Linked DNA regions of Mus musculus: regions 1, 3, 4, 5, 6 and 7 are each linked to region 2. A link is a contact called in public Hi-C and promoter capture Hi-C data. All regions are on one chromosome and are shown on one strand. The core of a region is the stretch at or near the end of the contact, and the rest is flanking DNA. Distances in the headings are between cores, read along the strand shown. Region 1 overlaps St6galnac3 (ST6 (alpha-N-acetyl-neuraminyl-2,3-beta-galactosyl-1,3)-N-acetylgalactosaminide alpha-2,6-sialyltransferase 3). Region 2 holds the start of Pigk (phosphatidylinositol glycan anchor biosynthesis, class K). Region 3 overlaps Gipc2 (GIPC PDZ domain containing family, member 2). Region 4 holds the start of Gipc2 (GIPC PDZ domain containing family, member 2). Region 5 overlaps St6galnac3 (ST6 (alpha-N-acetyl-neuraminyl-2,3-beta-galactosyl-1,3)-N-acetylgalactosaminide alpha-2,6-sialyltransferase 3). Region 6 overlaps St6galnac3 (ST6 (alpha-N-acetyl-neuraminyl-2,3-beta-galactosyl-1,3)-N-acetylgalactosaminide alpha-2,6-sialyltransferase 3). Region 7 overlaps St6galnac3 (ST6 (alpha-N-acetyl-neuraminyl-2,3-beta-galactosyl-1,3)-N-acetylgalactosaminide alpha-2,6-sialyltransferase 3).

Evidence for each region. Promoter capture Hi-C pulls out the DNA fragments that hold promoters and counts their contacts. A called contact is a pair of places that touch in the nucleus more often than the background predicts.
Region 1: a promoter capture Hi-C map of embryonic stem cells shows a contact between it and region 2, with 4 times the contacts expected there. The contact joins the enhancer-like site here to the promoter of Pigk in region 2. A contact is called at or near these places in 6 of 39 promoter capture datasets (embryonic stem cells, hippocampal neurons, liver and 2 more), 1 of 484 Hi-C or Micro-C datasets (large pre-B cells), 2 of 115 datasets of contacts at active chromatin or transcription factors (both in embryonic stem cells) and 1 of 9 other capture datasets (adipose tissue).
Region 3: a contact with region 2 is called in a Hi-C map of myeloid progenitors, with 3 times the contacts expected there. The contact joins the enhancer-like site here to the promoter of Pigk in region 2. A contact is called at or near these places in 9 of 39 promoter capture datasets (the 3T3-L1 cell line, the C10 cell line, the HPC-7 cell line and 5 more), 5 of 484 Hi-C or Micro-C datasets (the G1E-ER4 cell line, LSK cells, embryonic stem cells and 1 more) and 1 of 9 other capture datasets (adipose tissue).
Region 4: a contact with region 2 is called in a promoter capture Hi-C map of liver. The contact joins the promoter of Gipc2 here to the promoter of Pigk in region 2. A contact is called at or near these places in 3 of 39 promoter capture datasets (hematopoietic stem and progenitor cells, liver and pre-B cells).
Region 5: a contact with region 2 is called in a promoter capture Hi-C map of embryonic stem cells, with 4 times the contacts expected there. The contact joins the enhancer-like site here to the promoter of Pigk in region 2. A contact is called at or near these places in 15 of 39 promoter capture datasets (the 3T3-L1 cell line, 3T3-L1-derived adipocytes, the C10 cell line and 9 more).
Region 6: a promoter capture Hi-C map of cranial neural crest shows a contact between it and region 2, with 3 times the contacts expected there. The contact joins the enhancer-like site here to the promoter of Pigk in region 2. A contact is called at or near these places in 4 of 39 promoter capture datasets (the C10 cell line, HPC-7-derived erythroid cells, cranial neural crest and 1 more) and 1 of 115 datasets of contacts at active chromatin or transcription factors (embryonic stem cells).
Region 7: a Hi-C map of bone marrow-derived macrophages shows a contact between it and region 2, with 14 read pairs. The contact joins the enhancer-like site here to the promoter of Pigk in region 2. A contact is called at or near these places in 2 of 39 promoter capture datasets (the C10 cell line and pre-B cells), 2 of 484 Hi-C or Micro-C datasets (CD4 T cells and bone marrow-derived macrophages), 1 of 115 datasets of contacts at active chromatin or transcription factors (bone marrow-derived macrophages) and 2 of 9 other capture datasets (adipose tissue and liver).

Annotation. Positions count from the first base shown.
Region 1 is chr3:153,667,247-153,670,486 of GRCm38.p6, reverse strand. All of the region lies in intron 1 of St6galnac3 (ST6 (alpha-N-acetyl-neuraminyl-2,3-beta-galactosyl-1,3)-N-acetylgalactosaminide alpha-2,6-sialyltransferase 3), which reads left to right. Among named protein-coding and RNA genes, the nearest start is that of St6galnac3, 56 kb to the left of the region's middle. Within about 2 kb of position 1,451, at least 59 of the 459 cell types and tissues checked have an H3K27ac peak or open chromatin away from gene starts, as enhancers often do. A contact at or near this core is called in embryonic stem cells, where this site is marked.
Region 2 is chr3:152,712,654-152,715,542 of GRCm38.p6, reverse strand. It overlaps Pigk (phosphatidylinositol glycan anchor biosynthesis, class K), which reads right to left and starts at 1,443. Exons shown (of 11, transcript NM_025662.5): 1 at 1,316-1,443. The coding sequence starts at 1,408.
Region 3 is chr3:152,113,725-152,116,572 of GRCm38.p6, reverse strand. The region is part of intron 3 of Gipc2 (GIPC PDZ domain containing family, member 2); the gene reads left to right. Among named protein-coding and RNA genes, the nearest start is that of Gm40179, 8.0 kb to the right of the region's middle. Within about 2 kb of position 1,597, at least 168 of the 459 cell types and tissues checked have an H3K27ac peak or open chromatin away from gene starts, as enhancers often do. A contact at or near this core is called in the G1E-ER4 cell line, adipose tissue and myeloid progenitors, where this site is marked.
Region 4 is chr3:152,164,267-152,167,306 of GRCm38.p6, reverse strand. Gipc2 (GIPC PDZ domain containing family, member 2) reads left to right here and starts at 1,407. Exons shown (of 6, transcript NM_016867.1): 1 at 1,407-1,659. The coding sequence starts at 1,420.
Region 5 is chr3:153,640,643-153,643,881 of GRCm38.p6, reverse strand. All of the region lies in intron 1 of St6galnac3 (ST6 (alpha-N-acetyl-neuraminyl-2,3-beta-galactosyl-1,3)-N-acetylgalactosaminide alpha-2,6-sialyltransferase 3), which reads left to right. Among named protein-coding and RNA genes, the nearest start is that of Gm52633, 47 kb to the right of the region's middle. Within about 2 kb of position 1,876, at least 12 of the 459 cell types and tissues checked have an H3K27ac peak or open chromatin away from gene starts, as enhancers often do. A contact at or near this core is called in embryonic stem cells, where this site is marked.
Region 6 is chr3:153,623,289-153,626,549 of GRCm38.p6, reverse strand. All of the region lies in intron 1 of St6galnac3 (ST6 (alpha-N-acetyl-neuraminyl-2,3-beta-galactosyl-1,3)-N-acetylgalactosaminide alpha-2,6-sialyltransferase 3), which reads left to right. Among named protein-coding and RNA genes, the nearest start is that of Gm52633, 29 kb to the right of the region's middle. Within about 2 kb of position 1,434, at least 1 of the 459 cell types and tissues checked has an H3K27ac peak or open chromatin away from gene starts, as enhancers often do.
Region 7 is chr3:153,259,226-153,262,208 of GRCm38.p6, reverse strand. All of the region lies in intron 3 of St6galnac3 (ST6 (alpha-N-acetyl-neuraminyl-2,3-beta-galactosyl-1,3)-N-acetylgalactosaminide alpha-2,6-sialyltransferase 3), which reads left to right. It overlaps Gm52634 (a long non-coding RNA gene), which reads right to left. Exons shown (of 3, transcript XR_003954698.1): 3 at 1-1,848. Among named protein-coding and RNA genes, the nearest start is that of Gm52634, 4.3 kb to the right of the region's middle. Within about 2 kb of position 1,413, at least 48 of the 459 cell types and tissues checked have an H3K27ac peak or open chromatin away from gene starts, as enhancers often do. A contact at or near this core is called in bone marrow-derived macrophages, where this site is marked.

The DNA.
Region 1 (3,240 bases), core at 202-2,701, 950 kb before region 2:
CGCTTTGCCGACTATGCCCCTCCTCGGCACTCTCTTACGACTTAACACATTTTAACAGCTCTCAATCATTCCCATCCAAACAGACCATACTGTAAACTGAACATCAGGGAGGGACTTGAGTCATAGCACACTGTCACCCCAAAGAATCCCTCTCCTTCTGGGCGGTTCTGTCTAGCAGGTGCAGGCCAGCGGAATGTGCCAGTAACGTGGCAGATGCTCCTCTCAACAGTTTCCACGCGTGGGCCTCCACTCCTGGCTTGGGATCACATGACTGGTTTCCAGCCATCCCCTGTGGCCCTCCATGGAGCAGAGTGCACAGAGGAGATCTTAGAAGGCTTTGTCCAAGGTGTGCCCTTGAGTCTGTGACTCAAAGGGAAATCCATTCGCAACTAACTTTCAGCATTGGCTCGCTGAAGGCCCGACCGCCCTGCTTGCTCCTCTGCGGTGTCCAGGAATCTTCTCTCACAGACTGGAAATCACCACCACCCACAGTTAACAGGCTCACAAGACTTACCACAGCGTCTTTGCTTCGGAACTGTTCCTTGTAAAAAGCCAGCAAAGAGGCAGCTGCAGACCATGTCTAAGTGCACTTTTCAAAGGTCAGACTCCAAGGATGTGAACCTGGTCAGTAGCTGTTTAAAATGTGTTTATTTCTGTCAAGAGACAGACTTTGTCCGGGACAGAGTCTGTTGTCAGTGCACTGTCTGTTCATTGATATACAGCTTACAGATAAAAGCATTTCCATGGCTTGGTAATGTGTGAGGGTTTTGACAAAACTCAATTTTCATCTTATCCTGTGGTATTTTCTATGATTCAGTGGAGAGATCCCAAGCTAATTCTACCTTGGTTCTTTTGGAGAGAGAAAGAAGAGAAGCATCAATGGTAGTGATCAGCCGTGTGTGGGATTGGTGTGCATGCCAAGTCGGCTTCAGATGAGCAAACCCAGGAAAGTTCCTACCGATGAGTAGCTTTCACGGTTGGCCGAACAGCAGAGTTTGGGAAGCCTCTGGTTCCGGGCTCGGGGCACCTCAGGTCTAATTTAGTTCTGGGAAAGCAGATTCAAATATTCAGAAAGCGGTTCCTTCCTTTTCACTCCCTTGCTTAGGATGAGTTTGAATTATAGTCTTTGTCTCAAAGTTCTTCCTAAGAGTATTTTATCCAGAACTAACAAATTTATAGGCGTCAGAAATGGCGTGTTTTTTTTTTTATACCAGTCATTTGCACGAGACCGTGCCCAGGGTTATTTACACAGGGTCACGGCCAATCACAGGAGCTTGAGAAAGCAGCATCTCATAAATTCACAATGGATTGTGGTGTCAGTGCTTTTCCAGAAAGGAAAACTCAGATTCTAGAGTCAGGAAATGCGACCCCAGAAGCCAGGCCTCTGCTCCCCTTGGACACCTGCCATTGCTGTCAACTCTCCTGCTTCCTGCTCTGCCCCTGTGTGGAGGAGACCATGACTCAGCTAAATGACCAGGTGGCTGAACCCTCTGTGCTCTCCTCAGTCCTTGCTGTCTTCTTCCCCAGGCTTCTCTTTCCAGTCTCCTTTTGCTGTTAGCTATTTGCACACCTCGCATCTGGGGGAGTTCTGGAAATATGGCGGCCAATCGAGTACCAGTGAGCCTTGCCCAGAGCACCACCTTCCCAGGCCACGTGTTAGGAGATACATGTTTCTGTGTCCCGTGTTCCCGTGATCGTGACTGCAATATGTGTGGAGTAGGCAGAGGTGTGGGGATCTAAGCAAAGGCTAGGGAAGTGCAAGATAGCCTGCTGTGAGCACACACTCTTGCTGGAGCACAGCCCCTCCCCTCCGCCATCCCCGTCCCAGAGGAGACTGGAATTCAGCAGTCCTTAGTCTGTATCTGTACTGACCGGTATTTGCGTGAAAGCCGCATTGCGTGTGCGTGTGTGTGTGTGTGTGTGTGTGTGTGTGTGTGTGTGTGTATGGCCGTGTGAGAGAATGGGCACTTGCACGTAAGCTCTGTCATGCCTACGGAGACTAAAGAAAGCTTCCATTGTTTTCCTCTGAAGGGAACTGGCCTGTGTGGGACCATGGGCCCAAGATGACGATTCTCTGAGGTGAAAGTCTTTTCAAGGGTTTTAACTTTTTGGTCAAAGTCAGAAGGCTTGTGAGTTCTAGAGGAAATGCTTGTTTGAACTAGCTCACTTTCTTCCTCTCCCTTTTCCCCTTCCCTTGCTCTCTCCCTGTCTCTCTCATGTGGACTCCTTTGAGGCTAGCATGAGCTGTATATGAAACCCCTTCTTAACAATGCTCCCCTGCCTCCCCAAAAGAAAGATGAAATGCATGCTCGTTGTCAGGGAGATCTGAGAGTCCTGCAAAGGTCAGCCTCTGAAATCTCAGAGTTTTAAAAAAGTGCTCAGGGTGGGAACATGTCTGAACATGAAGTCCTAGTGAGCTGACAGCACTGTGTCTATCACAAGCATCTCCACGAAGAGGAGGTAGGGTGCCTCTGGAGGGGTGCTGGTATTCCCAGCCTGGGCTGTAGCAGTTGAGCTATGGTGTTCAGCCAGAGGCGGGATGCAAGACCAGTGCTTAAAAGCATCTGCGTGCTTGCTATGCAAGTGTGAGGACCCAAGTTCAAATCCCCAGAAACCCATGTAAAGGTGGGTGTATTAGCATGGATATGTATCCCTGTGCCCTTACAATGAGGTGAAAGGTCAAGGAGGAGAGCCCTGAGAAGCCCACAGGCTGGCTAGCCTGGGATACATGCAGCATCAGGAAATGACATGGTAAAATGGGGACCGACACCTGCGGTTGTCCTTTGCCTTCTACAGGCATGACATAGCCTGCATGCAAATGCACACATGCACCCCAACACACATAGTCATGCACACACATACATGCCACTCACACACACACCACACAATAGATACAGCAACACGGGAGCAGGCTGGGTATGTGTGCCTGCAGCCATGACTCCAGCGAGGTGGATGCAGAACGGTCATGAGTTCAGTGCCAGCCTGGGCAAAATGAGATTCAGTCACCAAAACCCAAAGGCTAGAGAGGTTAAGAACACATGCTGGTCTTTCAGAGGACCAGAGTTCCACTCCCAGCACCTACATCCTGAAGCTCTTAGGCCCCTGTAACTCCACCTCCTTCTGGCTCTGTAGACACCTCATGTGCACATACCCTCACAGAGACACATACATGTGCATATGATTAAAAACAAGGCATCTTTAAAAAGTAAAGCCAGACAGGCGTCGTGGCTCTGCGGCATC
Region 2 (2,889 bases), core at 194-2,693:
ACAAAGCAGCAAGCAGGGTGCTACTGTGGATAACCCCTGGTTTAGGCATGGGAAGGCCTGAGCTAAAATTGAGCGGTACATGACACTGGGGCAAGTCAGTTTGCACTTTAAGCTTGAATTTCTCCAAAAGAAAATGAGATTTGACCTAAATAATCTCTAGCGTCCTTTCTAGGCTCAAACTTGTTGCTCCATTGAAACTTTACTGAGAACTCTGTAGCAGCAATGTAACGTTAATCAGTCAACATTTAGTTAACGGAGCACCTTCTACGTGCCAAGCACCACGGAATACGGTGATAGGAAAATCACCAAAAGGCATGCAATCTTCTCTCAAGCACATCAGAGTTTAATACAGGTGGACATGTAAATGCACTGCACTACAATGTACAATTACGGATTCACTGTATGCTTAGACATCTATCCTGTCGGGGATGACAGCAGATCACAGTGCGTGCCTTCATCAGAGATTACTGTCCAGTTAAATAGACACACGTTAGCAAAGAACTCACCACACAATATATAAAGACACCAAATGTGGTCTGTAATTGTAACAGGGGAACATGACTTTGTAAGGGAAGGTTTCCCTACAGAAGTGACATTTTGGGCGAATACCCAAAAGATGAAAAGACAATTCCAGACCAAAAAAAAAAAAATTGGGCCAATGGCAAAAGGGTCCCAGTGGTTTGTGAAACTGAAAGCTTAACAAAGCTAGACATTTAAAGAAGGTGTAAGAGATTTCAAGAAGGGGTCCTGAGTGACATGATCAGGTCAGCATTTGAAAAGTTACTCCGTCCTCAGCTCAGAGAACAGACTAAACCAGAACTGCCCCTGCTGAGTTAGGAGACTAGGGCAGCCTCGGTGATAAACTTGGACGAGGTGTTTTTACAGTGTGTGCTGACGCCCGGGCAAGCAGGTCTAAAAAATAATGCTAGAAATCCAAGTCGCGTCGCTGGGGAAATCGCTGGTAACAGCATCGTAAAGAAACCAGACGTCCTGCAGCCTCAGGGAGGAGGAGGTCAGGGCGGAGGAGCAAAACACCAAAGCCATGACAGTCCCCACGCGTGCCCTGCCTGTCACAGGAGCAGAGGACCGGGTCCTCCTCCCTCGTCACCGCTGGCTTCGCACTCTTAACAGGGCGTTCTAAAAGGCTGTGTCCGGTCCCTGTCCTCAGGACGGACGGTCCTGAATCCCACAACACAGCCCGGGGAGGGAAGACGCTGCAGGCGGCTGCCCTCAGGGGCCGTGCGTCCTGCACCTGAGGCGCTCACAGTCACACGGTCCTCCCTGGGGTCGGTCCTCAACAGACACCGATGCCTACCTCGATGTGTCCAGCGGCAGAGCTGCCGAGAGACAAGAGCGCCAAGGCGGCCAGGGTAGCCACCCGCAGAGTGAGGAAGCAGGGGGCCGCCATGTTTGCCGGCTTCTCACGCCCCGAAGAGCAAAGGGGCGGGGCGAGTGCCGTAAAGCAGCGCTGCCGCTGCCGTGCACGGGGGGGTGTGGTTTGGTTTGTTCTTCCCATGGTAGTGGCCTTGAGTTGTTTTAGTTTTTGTTTTGTTTTGTTGCTTCATTTTGTTGTTTTGTTTTGTTTGCCACCGCATACACCTTCCTCCATTCAGGTTCTGGAGTGGCCGGGGCAACCTAATTGGAGAATTACTTACTCAGCTATGTTTCTAGGTTTGTTTTGTAAAATAGACACAATATTTAAGGAGGAAATTTTAAAAAGATAATTTGGGGATCCACAATATTTGATGTTTCCCTTTGGTGTGGTGCTATCAGTTAGTTGGCTATGTGGTCCAAGATTTCTAAATCTTAAAGGACGACAAAATGGAAATATGATCACTGGGGTTTAATGACTGCCAACCTACAGGGGAAAAAAAATGGGTTCAGTGAAGGATGTTGCTTCAAGAGATCAAGTCAGAAAGAGGTGGCACCCAACACCTGCTTCTGGCTTCCATAAGTGGGCCTGTAAACACACACACACACACACACACACACGTACACACACGTACACACACGTACACACAGACACCATACAGAAGGGAAAAAATATACAGTATTTCTGGTCATTCTGTTTTCTAATTTTGAAAAAAATTTTTGTTGTAACACTATTACTCATCCATTTTAATTATTCTTTGAATATTTCTTTTAATTTTTTTTGAGACAAGGTCTCATTATGAAGCCCTGCCTGACCTAAAGCTACCTTGAACTCACAGAGAGACCTGCCTACCACTGTCTCCCACGTGCTGACATTAAAAGCACGTGCTACCATGGCCAGTTTTGCTTGAAAGTGTTTTGTGTCCTTTTTGTTTCACACACACACACACACAAAACAACTTTAGTTTTTGGATTTTATGTAACGTGTATGGATATTTTTCCTACATATATGCCTAAGCACAATGTGTGTGCATTGCCTGCAGAGGTCAGAAGTGGACATCAGATCCTCTGGAACCAGAGATGGTTGTTAAATCACCACGTGGGTTCTGAAAACTAAACCCAGGACCTTTGCAAGAGCAGCCAGTACTCTTAACCACTGAGCTATCTCTTCACTCCCCACAAAAGCCCTTTTTTTTTAATTGGATATTTTATTTACATTTTTAATGTTATCCTCTTTCCATGTTTCCCCTCTGGAAACCCTCTATCCCATCACCCCTCCCACTGCTTCTACTACAACAGACTGACCTACACTGACAGCATTTCCCTACACTGAGTCATCTAGCCTTCACAGGACCAAGGGCCTCGTCTCCCACTGATGCCCAACAAAATTATCCTCTGCTGCATATGCAGCTGGAGCCATGGGTCGCTCCATGTGCACTCTTTGATTGGTGGTTTAGTCCCTGGGAGCTTTGGGGGGTCTGGTTGGTTGATATTGTTGTTCTTCCTACAGGTTGCAAA
Region 3 (2,848 bases), core at 348-2,847, 600 kb after region 2:
GTGCCGCACTCTCCTCTCTCTCCTGTACTGACTGTCTCTTCTCTTTCCTCTCTCTTCTTGAGAGAGTTAGGCACAGCCTACCCTGTCAAGTCTTTCTCTGATTTGTCACTTTGCTATTCAATTAGACATCATTTCCAAACACAGGTGCTTCCTTCTACAAACTAACTTTCCTTCAATGTTTGGGATTAAGGGTGTGTGTCTGCATTCCAGCCCGAGGGATTAAAGGTATGTGCTAAGGGCCAAGTCACACCCTAACTAGAAACCGCTTCAAATATCTCCTTAACACTCTTAGGGGTAGGCGCAGGTAGGAGCTGGCTTGCTGGATACCTAGGCCTATGGGAGGGAAGCCCATAACTCACCCTTACTCTTGAGGTTTCTGTCCTGGAAGGCTGAATGAAAGAATGGTGTTAACATTAGAAATGGGGGCTGGAGAGATGGCTCAACCGTTAAGGGCACTGACTGTTCGTCCAGAGGTCCTGAGTTCAATTCCCAGCAACCACATGGTGGCTCACAACCATCTGTAATGGGATCTGATGCCCTCTTCTAGTGTGTCTGAAGACATCTACAGTGGACTCATACATTAAATAAATAAATAAATAAAGCTTAAAAAAATAAATGGGCATTTGGGGTGTGGAAGGGGCTTTGGGGAAAATTCGGGGTTTTAGATCGATAATGCATTTTATCTGTCATTGACGAACATTGTTTTGGTCAAGGTTTTAAAGTGCTTACAAGGACAAAATGGGGTTGTCATTAATGTTTAATGCAGTATAACTCATTCTGTCACAATGATTCTGTGGAAGAAGATGAATGAAGGGCCAGGTTGTCTTTAATGGGGCGTAGTAAATGTTTGAGATGAATTCTAAGCAAAACTGGTCTAAATATTTTCAATGGAAGACTCAGCTGGTTACCAACATAGGGACTCTTTCTAAGCAAGCTGTAAACCCTTATTGAAAACAAAAATTTGCCAGGTATGGTGTTGCAAGCACTTGAACCACAGTACTCAGGCGGTAGAGGCAGGCAGATCTCTGACTTTGATATTAGACTGGTCTTTGTAGTGAGTACAATCCCCATCGAGAGAGAGAGAGAGAGAGAGAGAGAGATAGAAGTGCGGTTGGGGTGTAGAGTGTTTGCCTAGAATGTCCGGAGTCTTAGGTTCGGTCCCCAGTACCACATAAACCAGGACTTTAAGAATCTTCAGCCTGTAATCTCATCGTGTGCGAGCTGAATGTAGGAGGATCAGGAATTCAAGATCACCTTTGACTACAAATTAAGTTCAAGGCCAGTCTGGGCTACATGAGACCATGTCTCTAAATAAATAAATAAATAAATAAATAAATAAATAAAACAAACCAATAACCAAAAAGTTGTCAACTAGTTAAAAAAAGAAAAAGCTACAAGCACCGTATGTGCATAACACTCATGAATGCATCAGACATAATTGCTAACTCCCAGTTTAGAGCCTTGGCCCAAGGGAACGCCCTTCATGCCCAGCCCTTTGATCTGCTGCCAAGTATCCTGAGCAGCTCAGGGCTCACAGCAGTCGGAGGGAAGTTTTAGATGAATCATCCCAGGCAGGCCAGAGAGAGAAAGCGCAGAGTCACCCGGCTGGGCGGGACTGTGCAACTGCCCTCTCCTTGCTTCTGAAGTCTTTGACTTTGCAGAACTCATGGGCTGGACCGGTTTCTCCTCTGCTCTGTTCAGTCCTCTCTGCCGTTGGCTGTGGTCATCTCGCGTCTTTACCCCTGGTGGCTGGGTGTCTGCTCAGACACCACTTTTAAAGGAAGATTCTGACCCCCCCCTTCTCTCTCTCTCTCTCTCTCTCTCTCTCTCTCTCACACACACACACACACACACACACACATACTCAATGCACGTTTGTGTATGTGCATAATTAAAAATAATCGCAAGATTGTAGAGTTAACACAGCAGTTCTATAAAATGACACCCGTTGGTTTCAATGCTGTGTAAAACCACTCTCTTCCTGTGGGATAAACCGGTGGTAGGGTCTGCTCCTAGTGAACCTGGCTTGTATTTGTCAGTCCCTGAGATCTGTCTGTTCTGGGAACCCAGGGACGGCAAGCATCCCTGGATTTGCAGCTTGGAGTCTGTTGCAACGTTCTGCCAAGCTCTGTCGTCCCACTCAAGATGGAGGCAGGTTAGGGGAGGGCTGTGTTTCCCTTTCTGGGATGGAGGGGGCAGAGGCCAGAGTTCTGGGATTACATCCATCACCCTGGCTCTCCACAGCACTGTTCTTCCCCTGCAAGGCCTCCTGCTAATGGGACAGCCTCTAGAGGATCTCCTGTGTGGAGCATCTGTGAAGGCTTTGCTGCATCTCTCTGTTTTGGGGACTCTGAGTGGAACCCTATTAGGCTTATCTACTGCTACTCCCAATTGAAGGGAGCCATTATATGGCTTTATTTGAGAGGGGTGAAAATATATGCGAATGAAGACAAAGAGACAGAGACAGAGGGAGAGAGGCCTGTGCTTCTGATGTTTGGAGTGAACTTTTTGAACTTATGAAGAAGGACCTTCGCATGTTTCCCATTTTCAGAAAGAGTGTGAATGGCTTTGTTCTGGAGGGAGTGAAGAGCCTCCCTCCCCCCCTCCCCACCTCCTTCCCTCCCTCCATTTCTGCCTCCCTCCCTCCTTCCCACTCCCAGTCACCCTTCACCCTCTCTCAACCATTGGGCAGCCACAGCAGTCTGCTAGTAGGTGTAGGCTGCCCGGCCCAGAGTCCTCCATGCATTCGCTCTGTGGGAGCCTGCTCAGCCCTGTAGACAACATTCTGCTTACAGATAAGGATTTTACTCCTCAAGCTGTAGCTGCAAGCTCCGAGGATGCTGGCTTA
Region 4 (3,040 bases), core at 158-2,657, 550 kb after region 2:
CAGAGGTCTGCAATCACAGCGCGCCCAGCACGGGAAGGGAGGTGAGAACGGAGAAATCCCAGAAACGCTTGGGCCAAATGCCCTGGCAAGCACAGCAGCACTCGAGAGTGTGTGCACGAACCCGCGCGCGCGCGCGCGCGCGCGCACACACACACACACACACACACACACACACACGTGCGTGCGTTTGCATATGTCCCCCCCCCCTTTTTTTTTCTTAAAGAGAGCCCCTTGAGTGGAGAAATCAGATGGGGTCAGATGAAGGATTGCTTCAGCGCTTAGAGAAGTGAGGTGGATAGAATTACTGATGAGGCATGGGGAGTTGAGGGCAGGCACAACTCAGTGAATGGCTTCAGCTCTCTGAAGAATAGGAGAGAGCTTCTCTTAGGATGTGGAACAATGGACTTGGGAGTGTTGAAAACCTAGGGGAGAAAGCAGGCCTTCCGAGAGGAACAGGCTAGAGAGAGGGGCTGCGGGAATGGCTGGAGTATTTGACTTGACTCGTGTGACCTCCTTTGCTTAGATGGCGAGGAAGGCTGGCTGCTACACAAGTCTGGCTGGGGTTGCCCAAATGTGGCCGAATGCTCTGTCTACTACATTTTTTTTTTTTTTAAGATTAGCACACAAAGTTATGAGTTTGCTTATGGCGTTTTCATGCGCACAGGTCGTTATTGTCTGTTTCGATGTCTCCCCCCCCCCCCCGCTCTCTCTGGAACCCCTCCCCCTCCCTACTTTCCTGTCAGATGCATTCCACAACCCCAAGCCTCTCTCATGTTCCTTTTCTGTTTGCATGTTCCCCGACACATGTAGATTCTACACAGGAGAAGAAAAACAGGCAACATTTTTCTCTTTGAATCTGGCCTACTCTATTTAACATAATAATGTCCTCTCTCCATCCTTTCGTTTTCCTGTAAATATTATAATTTGAGGGGCTTTGGTCGTGGGTGTGTGTTTGAGACGGACTCACTCTGTAGGCCAGGCTAGCCTCCAACCATTGCAATTATCCTGTCCCAGCCTTAACAGTGCTGAAATCATTGAACCACCACGCCCAGTTGAGCGCCCAGATTCTGAAAGGCAAGGCAAGGTAAGGCCGGTCCGCGAGCAAAGGCCCTTTGTTATAGCATCCCCGGCCCTTCATACAAACCAATTCCTTTTCACTGAGAGGAGGTCTGAGTCTAGAAGGGGGTTGACTCGTGCACAGCTTTCCTTCTGCCTGAGTAGGTAGCTGCCCGGCTCAGGTGCCCTGTCCTTCACAGGGAGGGGACCTGAAGCCCGCGCCGCTAGGCGGAAGCGCTGCTACCATTGGCCCAGCAGCCGCTGTCACCTGCGCGGAGCCGGGCCCCCAAGCGCAAAGTCCGCTGTCCGAGGCCAGGGAGCTTGCGCCGCAGCGCAGGTGGTCCACGCCCTGGGACCTGCAAGATGCCGCTTGGACTGCGCGGGAAGAAGAAGGCGGCCAAGTCCAAGGAGGCCGCGAGGCTGGTGGAGGGCGAGAGATCCAGTGGCAGCCAGGGTGTCCCCGGACCCCCAGCTCCGGCACGCAAGCTGGTGTTCCACGCACAGCTGGCGCACGGCAGCGCCACGGGCCGAGTGGAGGACTTCTCCAGCATCAGCGAGCTCTACGCCAAGATTGCCGGCGTGTTCGAGATCGCGCCATCCGAGGTAAGCACAGGGGCACAGCCTGTCCTCCAACCAAGCTGGCTGCGCAGCAGTTCCCGAGCTTCAGGTAGCCAGCAGGGTGGGGTCGGTCCCCAGCGCCTCAGGGGAAGAGAGCTTGGTGGTGGAAAGCCCAGTCCTGGGACCGGATGAAACTATCCGCTCAGATCCGGCTTGTGGGTCACTGGGGTCAAGGCGACTGAGTTTTCTTTTGTTAAGGAGTCTGCTGTAGACTTGCTCAGGTCTAGTCTCGCAGGATAGGATGTGCGCCAGCACCTTCCCGGACGCAGATCTGCTGGAACAAATTAATGCCTTCCACAGGACTTGGACTTTACTCTTAGGCTTTCTGTCAGAGAGCTGCACTGGGAGTCTAACCGGTGTTAAATAGGAGGGGGAAAGTGCCTCCCTGGACACACCACAGGGAGGAGGAAAGACCTCTCGGTGGGTACAACGTGAAGCTTCGTTTGCTCTCCACTGGACGCCTCCAGAACGAACCGTTTCGGTGTTAATATGTAAGAAATGTAAAACATGGGCTGTTATTCCAAAGGAAGTAACTCAGAAAATCATAGCAAACTCTCCAACTAGCAAACACAGTTTTCACGGAAGAGCTCAGCTTCATTTTTTCCAAGGTATCTTTGAAAAGAGACCAAGAAACATAAGTAGGTTGATTATTTGATGCCTGAAGCCGGAGTTGCCATAGGTCCTATTTTGGATGCGTTAGTCTATGGGGGTTTTTGTGGGCCCTTTTGTGCTTACTCAAGAGAGCTACCTGCAAATGCAGGTGTGAAATATTTCGGAGCTGCAGCAAAAGACTCGAGCTCAAATTCCTGAACTCATCAGAAAAAACAAAAACAAAAACAAAACAAAACAAAACAAAACAAAACAAAAACGCACAGTGGTAACCCCAGTGCCTAGGGGATGGGCTTGAACCAGCCTAGTCTACTTGGTATGTTTCAGGATTGTGAGAGAACTTGTTTTTAAGAAAAAAAAAAAAAAAAAGCGAACAGAGTCTAAGAAGCAATGCTCAGGACTGTCCGCTGGCTTCTACTAGCAGCTACACACATGGAAATATTTTGTTCATTTTTGTGTGAGTGTAGGTGCTCTTGCCGGGGAACTCGAAATATGGGTGTGCGCATGCGCACACCCTGTCTCTTTAGGCTCTCAGGCTTTTGCTGTGGGCTTTCAGAAGTTGTAGAGAGCAACTTCTTTTGTTTGTTTTTCGAGACAGGGTTTCTCTGTGTAGCCCTGGCTGTCCTGGAACTCACTTTGTAGACCAGGCTGGCCTCGAACTCAGAAATCCGCCTGCCTCTGCCTCCCAAGTGCTGGGATTAAAGGCGTGCGCCACCACTCCCGGCTGAGAGCAACTTCTTGTCAGAGCGTGGCCTAC
Region 5 (3,239 bases), core at 627-3,126, 930 kb before region 2:
CTCTCTGGGCTCCCAATAGGGAGCCATTTACAAAGGAAGCATTGGTTTGGGCTCTGGAGGTGGTTTTGGCTTCCTTAGACCCAGGAAGCATCTTAAGGGGGAGTCTGTTTCCTGTGCTTCATAGGCAAGAAGATGGCGTTGGGTCTGCTCAGGAGCCCCAAATGTTCCTGCCCAATGTTAAGAGTCCTTGACACTTATTCCCGAGAGTCTTGGGGCTGAGCAGGGAGGTTGGTTCCTTCTCAGCTCGGTTCTTCTTCTCTGGTTAAGCCTCAGGCTTTCTGCAAACCTCTTAGCAAGGGCGCTTAGCTCTCCATTTGCCGAGGTGAAAATCCTCCCTCTCTATTCTGCCTTACAGCACCGATCCTTGAAAATACTTTGGAAGGCCTTCATTTTTCAGGCCTCGGTTGTTGACCTAGTGGCCTGCATTACAGCCTTAGCGAGGCCTTTTCTTTAGTTTTTGCCCACACTGGCCATTTTCCAACATAACGGGGTCCTGTGCTAGGGACACTGGTATGGGAGAGCTCACAGACTGTGTGGCCGTCCACCATCCTTGGTCCACATCTGGAGCACTGTCTGACCTAATTGTCCTTGAGCCTTATTCTCTGGCTGACATTTCTTCCCTGCTACCTTTGCCATGGTCACATCCCTTGCCGCTTCTTGGCAATGACCCTGTTTCTTTAGTCCATCATCTCCTTTTAAAACTGCGTGCGTTCACGGCTCCTGAACTATTCCTCAAGTATGACCAATTTTGCGTTGCTGGAGAGTCCGAGTCCAGACTCGTTTAGATACAATCAGTGTGACTTGTACGCCTCTCTTCCTTCCGGTTCTGCTTTCTTCGCAGGGTTACGTTTTCTCTTTGGACTTTGTCTTCATTTGTTTCTCTGGTTTGCCATTTATAAAGCGCTAACAGCTCCCTTAGGGCACGCTCTGAGCAGACAGGATCTCTCTTCTGTTCATGGTCAAGTTCAGGACTGAGCTGTGTACATGGTAGGCGTTCAGACAGTATTTGCACAGTGAACATGTTATGGAAAAGCCGGGGTTTTAAATTTTCCTTTAACAGTTACTCTCTGTAGCATTCAGCAAATTACATTGTGGAGGTCAAGTTTCCTCAGCCAAAAAAATTCAGAGCAGCTCCATTTTGTGAAGATGTTTGGCCAACTAGAACCAACCTCTTTTCCCCACTCAAGTCCTGAACTAATCCTGACATACAGGTACAATAGCTATTGTTATTGCTACTATTGTTAGTGTTGACTGATTTAGGACTGACTTTATCCAGGCCTATGGCTGGAATAGAAGTAGAATTCAGGAGCTGACCCCAATCCTGTTTGGGAAAGAAAGCTTTGGTTGTTTCCGTTTCACTGGTAGAAGAGTGTGGGCTGCCTACCTGTTTGTGGAGTCAGGATTTCTGATTGATCATTGATATGGTAAGGGCTTCCAGATGTAAACTGTCTCATTCCTGTTACATCACTGAAATGTAATAGAGCCAGAGAATGGAGTCTGTTCTTGTCTTTTAATCACATGGGGATTATTAAGACATCCCTTGTCTTATATTTAATCGATATGCAATATTTTATATGCTTCCACGGCTCTCGCCACGTTAGGAAGGTAACATCCACATTAGCTAACTAATTTTCACATTAGCCATAAAAATATGGTTAGTGTTCAGTACCGTGAAGAACACACACAGGTAGTTTGCATCTGGAAATGCTAATAATTGCCAGCCATTAATACTGTAAATTCAATTCGAATGTTTTAAATGTCTCCTCTTTCAAGATTGAGAGTTAAGATTAGAATTTAGAATTGAGTACCAGTCTGCACAAGTCTTAAAAGGAAAAACAAATGAATGTGACTCAGAGCGCAGCTGGAGGCAGGCCTGCGTGATTATTCTAAAGCTGTGATTGGCATGGATGTTCAGGAATTCAAATGAGAATGCTTCTTTGTCATGCCTGCTAGGGTCGCTGCCTCTCCCAAGGTGGCCAGTGTCACCGATATCATCAGCAGACTCTGATAACAAAAATTCAAGAGTCCAATTTCTGATTTAGTCTACTAGTCTTTTTCTTCTGCATCCCAGACTTGAAGATGGGTGAGGGAATTTTCACTACTGAGCCATGTTTACCATTCACATAACCAGTGGTTCTCAGAGATCATCCCACACTGTTTCAAAAGACAGACCATGTCATCTGGCTATTAACTACTATTTGTCCAATCAGAACTCAGATGCACTGGCCAACCCCTCTGAAGACATAATCAAAGAGTAGCAACCAGCCAGTGTGTTGTGTGTGTGTGTGTGTGTGTGTTTATCATGTAGGGGAATGTGCCTTCAAATAGTATGTGTATGCTGGTGTATGCATGCTTGTAGAGGCTAGAGAGAGCTCAACACCAGACGTCATTCTTTGGGAGCTGTCTGCTTATTTCTTTTAGACAGTCTCTCACTGGCCTGTCAGGAAGTCTCAGGATCCATCCCTCTGCCTTCCAGGTGCCGAGGCGACCACTCTCTGTGCAGACTTTTGTACTTAGGTTCTGGGGAACCTTAAAATCTGACAGTTTTGCTCTCAAGGCAAGCATGTTCCCAGCAACAGTCTTCCCCTATGCACACCTCGTTTACGTACAGTTTTAAATTAGCCTTTACTGTGAAATAAAAGGAGTGCTTGCCTGGGTGCTGGATGCTCACTCCTCACACATGCTACAGCTTCCAGTGCTGCTCATAAAACTGCTCATAATGGTGGTTTTCAAAGTGTGTGTGTGTGTGTGTGTGTGTGTGTGTGTGTGTATGCGTGTGTACATGTGAGTATGCCTTTGTGTGTGTGGTAAGCTATGACCTTTTGCAGTTTTTTTTTTGATAATCATGATATTGGAGATGATTATGACTTAAAAGAATACATAGGCAACTATTTCTGAACATTCATGAAGTTAGGTTCCCCCCCCCCCCTCCCATGGAGCATTTGATATATTGCTTGGTGCTTTGTTCTGGAATGGTTACTTGAAGAATATAAAGTGTAATATAGATTTTCATTTTAATGGGAGTGTTATAATACCCTCATATTTTTTCCACTTCTCATTAGTTTTTATAACCTATGAATTACCTAAAACAACTTCAGTCATTGGGATCTTGACTTGACACTTATCTTACTGTGTGTGGAGGTGTCGTCTGAGAGATGGCATCTGTATTTATGGTGCTGATATATAAAGGTAGATGTTAGGACTGTTGTCAAACATGCACATGATGCCAGGCACAGTGT
Region 6 (3,261 bases), core at 185-2,684, 910 kb before region 2:
GTCCCTGCCTCTGAGGTCTACAGGACTCCTGACGCCTTCTGAGGAACTTCCTGGGCTCTAAAACCAAATGTGTTCTGGCACACTGGAGCCACAAAATGAGCCAGATCTCTATCTCCTGACGAGATGGATCATAGCTTCTGTGATTCATATGTAACTTTAGATCATGTTCTTAGCTGAGTTAATAATTGATGGCTTCTCCATATGCTAGCCATTGTAAAGTTTCTAAAAACACGACAATAAATACAGAATTTGAAATTAGTTTCTTAACGGAGAGGCATGTACGTATGTGTGCATGTGTGTAAGTGGTTCTTGGTTCCAAATTTGGGAAGTTACAGCCTTTTAAAGTTTGATGTGGAGACAAAGACTATAATCTCTCAGGGCTAGGAAGCAGGTAATGTTTTCAGATTGAGAATTCATTATTGATTTAGAAATTGAGTTTATAAGTAGCCCTGTGGCTGCTCGGCACTAAGGACATTTTTTTTTTTTGCTTGTTTGTTTTGTTTTGTACTTATTTGCTAAAGATGATGGTTTCTTACTTAGGAAGTCAGGCTGTGGGGGTATTGAGGAAATAGCTTTTCTAAAAGCAAAAGAGCACAAAGGTAAGGGTAAACTACAGTTATATACTATTCCATACAAATATAAGAGAGGAGAGAAAGGTGGGAGGGGAAGAAGCTGGAAGAATCCAGAGAAGTGACTGGAGCAGTTCCTTTAGATGTGGGATTCTATGAGGATGCCAGATATGCAGGCAGGGCGCTGTGTTTGCAGGCAAGGTAGCAACCTTAAACCTGTCATAGGTGCTTGTTGAATGTTATCCACCAATCAAAACAACTGCCTCTTGCAGCAGATCCACAGTGACCCATTGTCAAATGTCAGTGACTGTTTATAGTGGGGTACAGAGGGAAGCAAGTGGGGAGGGTCGTGGCCCTCATCTGAGTACCAGCCACTCCTCCCAGTCAGTTTCATGAAATTCTACCCTAACTGCACATTGCTCTGTGCTCTGTGGTGGTATGCTAGTGTGTACAGGCTGGGAAAGGTTAAAAGAAGGGTGTCTTCTACCACATGGCTGTGGAGAATCCATTGTCTGTGTTTCAGGCAACCCTTCACTCACTCATACAGTTGTTGGTTCCACAAGGTGAAATGTTACTTTGATTTGTCCTTGGGACCATAGGAGGAAGGGGTAGATGTTGTTTGTGTTTCCCCAGGGAAGGAATTCTTGCAGCACCAGCAACACCATTCACATGGTTTTTGTACAGAACACATTGACAATTGCATTAGTAAAATTCAAGTTTCCGAAAGCCTCTGAGAGCATTGACTGAGTAAAACAGTGGAATCTACATTAAAGTACTGACTCAGCGCTACTGAGTAGAGGAAACAATGTCAGAAGGACATAGAGAGCACAGCAGACAAAAGACACAGCCGACAGACAGGGCACAGAAGACAGACAAAGGACACAGCAGACAGAGGGTACAGCAAACAGACAAAGGACACAGCAGACAGACAGAGGGCACAGCAGACAGAGGGCACAGCAGACATACAGAGGACACAGCAGACAGAGGACACAACAGACAGGACACAGCATACAGACAGAGGGTACAACAGACAGAGGACACAGCAGACAGACAAAGGGCACAACAGACAGACAGAGGGCACAGCAGACAGACAAAGGGCACAGCAGACATACAGAGGACATGGCAGACAGACAGAGGACACAGCAGAAAGAAAGAGGGCACAGCAGACAGAAGACACAGCATACAGCATAGGATACACTAGACAGAGGGCACAGCAGACAGAGGACATAGCATACAGCAGAGGGTACACTAGACAGAGGGCACAGCAGACAGTCAGAAGACACAGCAGACAGACAGAGGACACAGCAGACAGACAGAGGGCACAGCAGACAGACAGAGGACACAGCAGACAGAGGGTACAGCAAACAGACAAAGGACACAGCAGACAGACAGAGGGCACAGCAGGCAGAGGGCACAGCAGACATACAGAGGACACAGCAGACAGAGGACACAACAGACAGGACACAGCATACAGACAGAGGGTACAACAGACAGAGGACACAGCAGACAGACAAAGGGCACAACAGACAGACAGAGGGCACAGCAGACAGACAAAGGGCACAGCAGACATACAGAGGACATGGCAGACAGACAGAGGACACAGCAGAAAGAAAGAGGGCACAGCAGACAGAAGACACAGCATACAGCATAGGATACACTAGACAGAGGGCACAGCAGACAGAGGACATAGCATACAGCAGAGGGTACACTAGACAGAGGGCACAGCAGACAGACAGGGCACAGCAGACAGTCAGAAGACACAGCAGACAGACAGAGGACACAGCAGACAGCAGAGGGCATAGCAGACAGACAGAGAGCACAGCAGACAGATTTTCTGGCTCGGATAAGGACTACAGTGGCAAACTTTTGCAGTAATTCAAAGGCATTGTCATTTACTTAAATAGCACAGAAAATCACTGATGTTCCCAAGGGGACCTAGGGTGCCACACCACCTCCAGTAGGATCTGTGTGACAAGTTTCACAGACTGAAGTGATTGACCTCAAAAGGGGGAGGCCTCCTGGAACTGGTTGTGGAACTCTTCACAGGAGAAAAAAATTATTAAGCCATACTTCTCATGGCAATCTATCTGTTTTGTTTTCTTTTATTCCTTTTCTTATTTACATGTTCTTGGCAGCCTAGGCCAAGATCTTAAGCGAGAATAATGGGTAAGAAACCACCTCTAGAGATGGGGGTCACAAAAACGACCTTATCCCTGGGGAAACCAAAGCTTTACTTTTTAAATCATTTACAAAACTATGATGATAGATAAAAACTTTCCCAACAATAAAATTTCATATGGCTACATGTGTGTCATCGGAGGTCAGTTTTGGTGTATGGTAAAGAAATCCTCAATTAGAATTAAAATAGTTTAAATTTATGTGTTGAAGATTTATAAAAAATCAGGCATTAGATGTTAAATAATAATTGACCATGGGGCTGGAGAGTTAGCTCAGCTGTTAAGAGTACTGACCATAAAGATTTATTAACTTGCTCCTGGAAATATGCCACTGGCTGTGGACTCCCACTGAATATATCCTTTTAGAATTATTATATTTTGATGATTTTTATTTATAATGATGTTACCTGTTCTGTTTGTGATTCACTGAAGACATAGTTTCAGAGTTGTAACGCTTGGATGATTTTTGTGCTTTACTGTGCCAAATGGTTTTTGTTGGTATTTGTGATTGTTTC
Region 7 (2,983 bases), core at 164-2,663, 550 kb before region 2:
TTGGTAACAGTGGTAGCCTCCGGGATTGACTCCTCAGGTCTGGAAGCTCAGGCTTGGTTGGGATGTGGGTTGCAGAGTGGAAAATTCTATCTGTGGAGACTCACTTCTCCTTTTTAAGTAAGAGCTCCTGGTTAAAAGCTGTGTGTCACATCCCATATGGGGGCTCTGAGATCTAATTTTACTGAAGGGCCCCAAGGCACAGAGGCTAGCCAAGATTCTGAGAAAATATCAAATAAAAATCTTGCAACCAATGGACAGCACTTTTCATAATTAGGAAGAACATATCGCCCCATACATCATCATTAGTCTGAGACAAGCAACAGAAGGCTGGTGGGGAGGACGGTTTCTCTAACCAGGGAACAGGTGGCCAGGGCAAGCAAGCCAGCGTGGGAGACCTTAGTCCACTCTGCTAAAAGAATTCTCTGCTCCTCCCCAGGAGATGGTCAGATGAGGTGAGGATGGGGGAGGGAGGGCTGTAGCTGTTTGACAGTGGGTCTTTCAGACCATGGTGGGGTTTTACTTAGACAGTGGAAGGCCAGGGAAGGGATTTAATGGTGCCCAGAGTCACCCTGAAGAATGCAGTGGTCTCCAGTCTCTTTGTAGAGCAAAGTTTGGATAGTATAGAATATCCAGAAACAATTTTATCTTTCATTTGAATTGCTTCTTGTGGGTTGATTGCTTATTCTTCAGCCATAATTGATGCTAGCTGTTGCCTTGAGGCTATTAGACCGGGGTGGGGGTGGGGGTGGGAGGTTGGGAGGATGGTTCTGGCAGCCTTCTGTGTAGCAGCCAGACACAGACAGAATAACACCCTGAAGCGTCAAAATATTAGTCCCCCGAGATACAGAATTGCAACTCTGGTTTATGAAGAAAACATCAGTTACACTTTCCAGTCATCTGGAGCAGTTTCTTGAATGCTGTTCGATCAGTTTGAATCAGCCAGGAGACTGGCCCAGAGGAAAACCAGAAGGGGACAATTCCAGGTAGCCTAGGTTGACAGCAGACTGAGCAGTGTGGCTTCTCATGGCCCAAGAAGTCCATTTGCATACGTAACATGCCCTCTTTGAAACCACTAATTATGCCTGTTATCTGTTTTCCAAGTACCATCATTTATCCAGTAGGATCCCTTGTGGAGATTACCTCTTCCATCTGAAATCTGATGCTGTCCGATTTCTACATTCTCCAGGGCCCATTCAAGGCCTCCGTCTCTTCATGGAGTTTATTCCTGATGTCCTTTGGTTTCCCTTCATTCTGAACTGTGAGAGTCTAGGAGCTCAGACACATGGAATCCCTTGGCTCTTTGATCATTCTTTCCCCCTCCTCCCTAACCTGGGAGACCCCAGCCAGTGCAGGCTCAAGTCTTAGTCTAGGCTAGTCTAGATACAGTGTGAGTGCGGAAGCAGCAGTAACTCTCCACCCTCCCGCCTCCTAAACTTAAGAGGAAGAGAAAGTGAAACAATGAAACAAAAGAAGACAAACAACACATTTTTGTAATTCAAAGACCAAATTGTGGCTTTGTGCAAAGTTCTTTTCCTCTGTGGATTTGCTGCACAGCTCATCAGATGGGTTAACATAAAAGGAGAATTGTTCTATGTAAATAACTCTAAGTGCCTTCACTCTTCTTTGTCTACTTTGTTTTCCCCAATTTCCCGCATTAAGTCCAAGTACTGTGATTCATCTTCCCATTGCTCTGACTTTGATTTTACCGTTGTGAAATGGAAATTATTAGGATTCCTGCAGCTGTGCTGCTTTACCAGGAGGGCCAGGCTGGCTCTGGTTGCTTGTGTCTCTGCCGGAAAGGTAATCTTCGCCAGGAGTGACCCCTTTATCTTTTCCTGGGAACTGCTCCTGTGAAAATGAGTATCTAATAGTTATCTTGGCTCACTAATTCATGCCATGTGCGCCAAAATTAAAACATTAAAGTTTCATAGATATAATATCATTTATAAATCATATCATAAAAACATCCATTTTCCCCATAGCCCTTGAAAACTTGGCATGCCTCCTCCCTGCCCCCAGCTGTTGCATGAATATCTGGAAACACACACACACACACAAAGACATAGAAAGTGGAGAGATACTTAGCATCAGTGCTCCCAAAGCTGCAAGGGGTATTATGCAGGGTGCTTTCAGGAGTGGGAATGCAAAATGCAATGTGAGATCCCCTGCTTCCCCTCCCCCATGTATTAACAGAGCCTGCAGCTCAGGAGGGCAGCGTTCTAGTGTTCATGCCTTATTCTGTTCCACTAGAGAAAGAGAACACTAACTGTTGCCTCCAAGCTTCTTGCTCATAAGTTTCAATATGTTTAGCTGTGGGTAAGTACAGCCAACTAATTATTTTCCACATTTCAAAAATGACAAGTAGAGAGGACTCGTTCCAAGTATCCTTAGAAACTGTGGGGTGTGGCAACTGTTCAATTAACAGGAATTAGTTGCTCTTGTTTACTACCCGATTTTCTAAATTTAGATTTGTTTTTTTTAATTTTTGTATGTATATGAGTATTTTGTCTGGGTGCGTGTGTGTATGTATGTATGTATGTATGTATGTATGTATGTATGTATGTATGCCTAAGGACCTCACGTGTGCTTCATGCCTGCAGAAGTCAGAAACAGGGTTTAGATCCCCTGGAGCTAGTGTTATGGAGGAAGGTTGTGAGCCACCAAGTGGTTACTGGGACTCGAACCCAGGTTCTCTGCAAGAGCCGAAAGTGTTCTTAACTGCTGAGCCATTTCTTCAGCTACCTGGGTCTTTTTCTTTAAATAATAACTGCCTGGATGAAAATCCTTTTGTCTGTTTGCAGTAGGGACCTTTGAAAGCTTACATGCTTCCTATGGATATGCGGCTTGTGGATGCTAATGAGCACACTGTCACCATCCCAACGAGCAAAATCCTGCTGGTAAAACATTTCATCTGCAAGGATCCATGATTGTCAACCAAGTCTGACCTTTATAATCCTCATTATAGTCAGAAGTACTTGTACAG